Linked DNA regions of Pan troglodytes: region 2 is linked to region 1. Evidence: chromatin contacts called from public HiChIP or PLAC-seq data. All regions are on one chromosome and are shown on one strand. The core of a region is the stretch at or near the end of the contact, and the rest is flanking DNA. Distances in the headings are between cores, read along the strand shown. Region 1 holds the start of BOLA3 (bolA family member 3). Region 2 holds the start of STAMBP (STAM binding protein).

Region 1 (2,818 bases), core at 94-2,593:
CTGGTGCTGAAGGTCCCACCCCTGTACCCCTCAGTCCTTCCTGATAGCTCAGAGCAGGGTCCTGTGTCACAGAATCTCAGAGCACCTCCTTTAAAATGAGCTGTGCACTGGCTCTCTCACCACTGGTCTTATAGGCCAGGAATGAGTCCGGCAGCATCCCAGAGCTGACCCCAGGGCAGGCCCTCAGAGGCACTTGGTGCTGGATGAATGAATGAGCAGGGGAAGAACTAGTCAATTAGGGACAGAAATGCAGGACAGGAGAAAGGTCCAGAGTGTGATTATCTGCCTGCTGTGTGGAGGGACAGAAACTCGATGTTGAGAGGCTGGACAGGATTGCCAGGAGTGAGGGTGGGGTGGAGCTGCTTCTGGGGGCAGAACCTTGAGGGTAAAGGCAGAGAGTAACCAGATGGCAGACAGAATCGGCAGCTACTAAGGGGTGAGAGAGGTGAGGGTTGCAGAATCCTTGGGAGAAGCCTTTCATCTTAGCGGATCTGTGGGCAGCGGCCTTTAGTGGAACAATCAACTGACATCCCCAGATGATCACTGTCCACGCTGAAAGTCACCGCAGTGGAAGAACTTCTCTTCATGCACAGGGCAGGCAGGTTCAGAACCAGGGGAGAAGGAAAATGAAAGTTAAGAGAAAGAATGGTATGAACTGAAGCAAAGGATGGTTCAGAAAGGGGGAGAGATTAGGAGAGCGCGTGGGAAGTGCCCCCTGCTTGGGTTCTGCTCCGGTAGTGTGGGATTTGGAGGAGGATCAAGGTCAGAGGCCCAGTCGACCTTCCCAAGGCCCCGGCCCCGCTGCAGTCCCTCGCACCCACGCCTTGACTCTGAGCTATGACTCCTGTCTTCTGCTCGGTAAATCAATCCTTTTTTTTTCCTGTGCCCGCAGTATTATGACTGTTCATGTGTCTGTCCGCCTGACCTCCAACCTCCACCCAGCTCGGGAGCTCCCCTAGAGCGCGCCAGAGCTTGAAATTTCGAATGCCGTTGTCGCTGAGTGAATGAATGAATGAAAGAATGAATGAGAGAAAGGAAGAGGAGCCCCCCATTGCCAGTGCCGCGCGCGCCCTCCGGGAGCCAGTCCTCAAGCCCCGACAGCCGCCGGCCCCGCGGTCCCTCCGCAGCTCCCGTCCCGGGGAGAGCAGCCCCGACCCTGCCCACGCTCACCCCGCGGATCCCGCGGAGGAGAGGCGCTGCCGCGGCCGGGCTCCATGCAGCCATGCCCGGCCGACGTGACCCGCCGCCCGAGGTCACTGTATGCCCGAAAGACGCGGAGCGGGGGACCGAGAGCCGCCGCCGTGGGAGAGGCCGCCCCCTGCCGCCCGGAGGCCGTCAGCCTCCCGGCCCCGCCCCGGAGGCCTCCGGTCGCCTGGCTCCGGCCCCACCCCGCCATCCCCTGGCCCTGGCTGACTCGCCACCCCCGACACTGCAGCGCCTGCCGGCCTCGGGGCCCCGCCCTCTGCCTTCGCTCGCGCCGCTCTCCTTCAGTCTCCCCAGGGCCTGTTTCATGGATAGGGTCCCCTTGCCCGCGTGAAAGTCTCATTCCTCCTCAGCTCAGAAACACTCCAAGGTCTCGGCGCCCCATACTGGCCTTCCCTCATCCGAATACGCCTCGTGCCCCTGATGTACTTTTCCATTCCCACTCCCTACTCTGGCAGTCTAGCTTCTAAGCTGAGGAGTTTGGCCTTCGCTCCAGGTGCGGGGACTCGTGGAAGGATTTGATTCGCGCTTGAGAAAGATCGCTCCGCTCCTGTAAGGAAGAGAGCGTGTAGGGGCTGCAACCAGAGACACAGTCAGAAGCTCCGAGGGTACCGCGATGGTCCAGGTGAGAATGGAGGGGCCTAACTAAACCAGTGGCGGGAGGGATGGAAGAATGAACTGAGACACTTGGGAGGTGAATGGAATCGAGCGACTGCATGTGGAGGTGTGGGTGGGAAGGTATCTGAGATGACTCCAGTTTCTGGCTTGGACAATGACTTGGATGGAGGGTTAGGTGGGGGCTGAGCAGAGTCCACGAACAGTTTTTAATTTGCCTGAGTTTAAGGTGCCACAGGATACAGCCTAACAGAGGCCCAGGTTGGAGCCATGGACCATGGAGTCACGAGAATGGAAGGGAAGCTGACGCCATGTGGGATGGGGTAGAACTGTCCGCAAATTCGTCCCGCCTCTGGAGTCTTCAGACCAGTCAAGGCCGAAATTCAACCAAGCCTCTCCTCTCTCTAGCTGTTATTTGTTTGGAGCACGCGGTCTGGTGGCACCCTGCAGGATTTACCAGCTTTTTGCCAACATTCTGGCCTATGCAATCAATACGTCCCTTCAGCGTTGCACTTGGATGGATTGGACCTATAGTTGTTATATATGGATATTGTCTAATTTATTTATTACAGTATTAACTGACTCCTATGTTCTGGCCTTCAGAATTTCTCCTTTGGATCAATTACTAGCCTGTCTTACATTTTCTGCTTCATTCTTTTAAAATGTTTAGAGATGATTTGCTAAGTTTTCTTCATTGCTGTCAATGATGCAATTTAAACTGTCAAAAAATTTTTTTCTCAAGCAGGGTAGTAATGGTGAAGACAGCATGGTTTAGATGAGGCGCACCTATCCCCAGCTCTAGGAATGGAAACAGGACCCAAGTCTGGCTAATCAGAGACTGGTTTAGGGTCGGCCCCATGGTCTGAGCCAGACCAATGAGAATTGGTAGAGGGACTTCCTTTTGCAACTTCTATTTTAGAATCGGGGGTATATATGCAGGCTTGTTACAGAGGTATATTGCATGGTGCTGAGGTTTGGAGTATGAACAAATCCGTCCTTC
Region 2 (2,794 bases), core at 182-2,681, 320 kb before region 1:
ATAGTAGACACTCAGTAAACATTTACTGAGTGAGAGGTTGAATGGATCAGATTTTGACCTGTGTTGCCTCCTGCCAGGACCCCATCTGCACTATATGCCCACCCAATGACCAGCATCTCCAGTGCATCAATTTCTTTAGGCCCAACCCATCATGTTTACATTCTGAAGAGAGTCAGTAGAGAGAGTTTTGAAGATACAGTAGAGTGCCCTATACAATTATCTTCCCAGATTTATCTGCAGTAGATCCATGAGAGTTGATAGTAGACCCATGCACATTAATGCTTGCTGGGGGCAGAAGGGGAGGTGATATGATGCAAGCAAGTACTTTCAACCCTAAGTCTGAAAAGTTGATGACTACACAAAATCACTTCAGGTAACTCCAACAGAAATATACACAACGGAGGTTGGGAGAAATGAGAGATCTGGAGGCTGGCTAGGTGGAGGAGGCAACACCTGAATTAGGGACTTAAGCTAGACCTTGAAGAATAGGTCATGCCATCACACTAACAAACTCACAGGGAGGCTCCCAAATTTTGGGAAAGTGTCCCCCAGAGACTTAGACTTTTAAACCAAAGCCTAATGTTTCACAAAGTCTTCTGAGACAGAATGACTAGCAAGCTTGTAGGACCTTTTTGTAAAGAGGATGTATATGGATTCGTACAGACACACATCTACATGCAGAACGTGACATTCTGTATTTGATGCATAAAACCACCTTGTCCCGGTCTCAGGGCAGGAACAGTGTCATACAGATTTTTGTGTCTCCACTGCTTTTGCATAGCAGCTCTTAGAGATTAAACGCTTTTTTTCCAAATATTTTATAGGTTTTTTGACATTAAAACGTTAGTCTCATCTGGGTGCGGTGGCACACGCCAGTAATCCCAGTACTTTGGGAGGCAGAGGCAGGAAGATCGCTTGAGCCCAGAAGTTGGAGACCACAGTGAGCTATGATCACACCACTGCACTCCTGTGACAGCCTGGGTGACACCGCAAGACCCTGTCTTAAAAAAAAAAAGTTAGACTTATGTTCTTTTCTAAGCAATAAAATTAGTCTTAGATATTGCCTAATATCTAAGACTACCAATTTTTGTGTAGAATGTAATACAAGCTAAAAAATACATTCGAAAGACTTTCTGTCCCCCAATTTATAAATCCTGGTTAGTTTAGCTAAGTCTGCAGTTGTGCTGGGATCAGCAATCCCTCCTTAAATGCAGGAGTATTGTGAGTGTGATGAGGGACTACCCCAAATCAAAATAATTTTAAAAGCAAACCTTAGCTTGCGAATTGGTTCCACTTTCTTCCTTGTTCCTTTTCCTTTACCAAGATGGCCGCTGTGTCGTTCGCTCCTCATTGGTCGGATTTTCCGCAGGTGCCGATTCTAGCCCCACCTACTAGCTCTCCGTTCCAAGTCCTAAATCATTGGGAATGTAATAGACAGACGAACGGGAGTGGGCGGAGCGGGCGCCGGATGTGACGTTTCCGGAACCTCCGGGTGTCATCCGCGGGGAAAGGTGGGGAAGGGTCCCGGGAACGTGGTGGGGCAGGGCCTCCGAGCGTGGTTGGACTTTGAAGGGGATCGGCCGCCGTGAGTGTGGGGCCTGCAGCCTACTCTCCCCGAGTCCCCTGCCCGGCCTGCCTCGCTCGAGGCACCCGACGGCTTCGGTCTCCGCGGGCTGGCGCCTGACCAGCCAGGCCCAGCGCTTCCCCGCCTACTGCATTTGAAAGATCCCGAAAACCCTGGATGATTGTGCCTGGGGTTGGCAAGTTGGTCTTGAGTGCCTTCAAGAAGGGTTCCTCAAGCAGTTGTCGATAGAGCCCTCCCTACTGTATACGACCCCTCCGCTCATTCCTGCTACTTCCTTTCTCCTCCTCGTATTTCCCCCTCGGTCCTTTACGCCGCCTTTCCCCCTCATTTGCAGATGCTGCATCCCCTTTTTGGAATTGCTCAACCGGGTGGTAACCGGCGCCGCTTCCTGGCCTTGGGAAGTGGTTCCTTTCTTAACCCACAAGAACCTCTCCCATGAGGTACTGAGATACAACAAGCATCCTCTGTTTCAGTTAACTTTCATGGGCCGTGGACTAGGTTTACTAATTACTTGGGGAGGTTTTAGATATGCTTGCGGCTTTCTGAGTCCCTAAGGAGGCCTCGTGAGAGATGGACTATCTCTGCATCCCTAGTAGTCCTCACGGCTTTTGTGCTATTAGTGAGGGTGTTTTAGAGGGGAAGGTTTGTGGAGGAATTGTGACCCGAATATTGAAGAGACCTAAAGATGGAATTGGCTGAGAGAAGACTACCCCTGAGGGAAGAGTTGTAGTAGAAAAGAAAAACTGGATAGATAAATGAAACTGAAATGTGAGGATGCCTGGGCGGATTGGAATCCTGACTGAAGCAAAAGATCTCTGTTGGGGAGGGCCAGTTGCCACAGGGCCTTGAATTCCAAGATTTATTCTACTGTAGTTTGTGTATTCTAGAGCATACTGATTAGGGTTTGCTGTAATGCAATGTGTATCAAATGCCCAGATTTATTTTGGAGATGATAGTGGTGATATCTGGTTGGAATTTGGAATCTGATTCTAATAGCAACTATATCTAGAAAGACTAGAATTACTGGAGTTTTGGGACACCAGGGGTTTTTGCAATGCAAGTTACCATCGTGCCTTTTTGTTATTCAGTGTTTAGTCAATGAAGATGAGTAAATGGTTGTTTTCAAGATTTAAGTCCCTTGCCATGATAATGATGAATGAATGATTTTATAGATTGACTATAGTGGTTTAGTGAGCAGAGTTACAATTA

Evidence for each region. HiChIP or PLAC-seq counts read pairs in DNA pulled down with a chosen protein or histone mark.
Region 2: a contact with region 1 is called in an H3K4me3 HiChIP or PLAC-seq map of stem cell-derived excitatory neurons, with 6 times the contacts expected there. The contact joins the promoter of STAMBP here to the promoter of BOLA3 in region 1. A contact is called at or near these places in 1 of 7 Hi-C or Micro-C datasets (stem cell-derived neural progenitor cells), 1 of 1 datasets of contacts at active chromatin or transcription factors (stem cell-derived excitatory neurons) and 1 of 1 other capture datasets (stem cell-derived neural stem cells).

Annotation. Positions count from the first base shown.
Region 1 is chr12:48,606,027-48,608,844 of NHGRI_mPanTro3-v2.0_pri, reverse strand. It overlaps BOLA3 (bolA family member 3), which reads right to left and starts at 1,343. Exons shown (of 3, transcript XM_001153666.7): 1 at 1,171-1,343. The coding sequence starts at 1,224. It overlaps LOC104005038 (a long non-coding RNA gene), which reads left to right and starts at 1,331. Exons shown (of 2, transcript XR_678174.5): 1 at 1,331-1,828; 2 at 2,048-2,818.
Region 2 is chr12:48,926,003-48,928,796 of NHGRI_mPanTro3-v2.0_pri, reverse strand. It overlaps STAMBP (STAM binding protein), which reads left to right and starts at 1,431. Exons shown (of 12, transcript XR_010149362.1): 1 at 1,431-1,511. It overlaps LOC134807886 (a long non-coding RNA gene), which reads right to left and starts at 2,040. Exons shown (of 2, transcript XR_010149363.1): 1 at 1,272-2,040.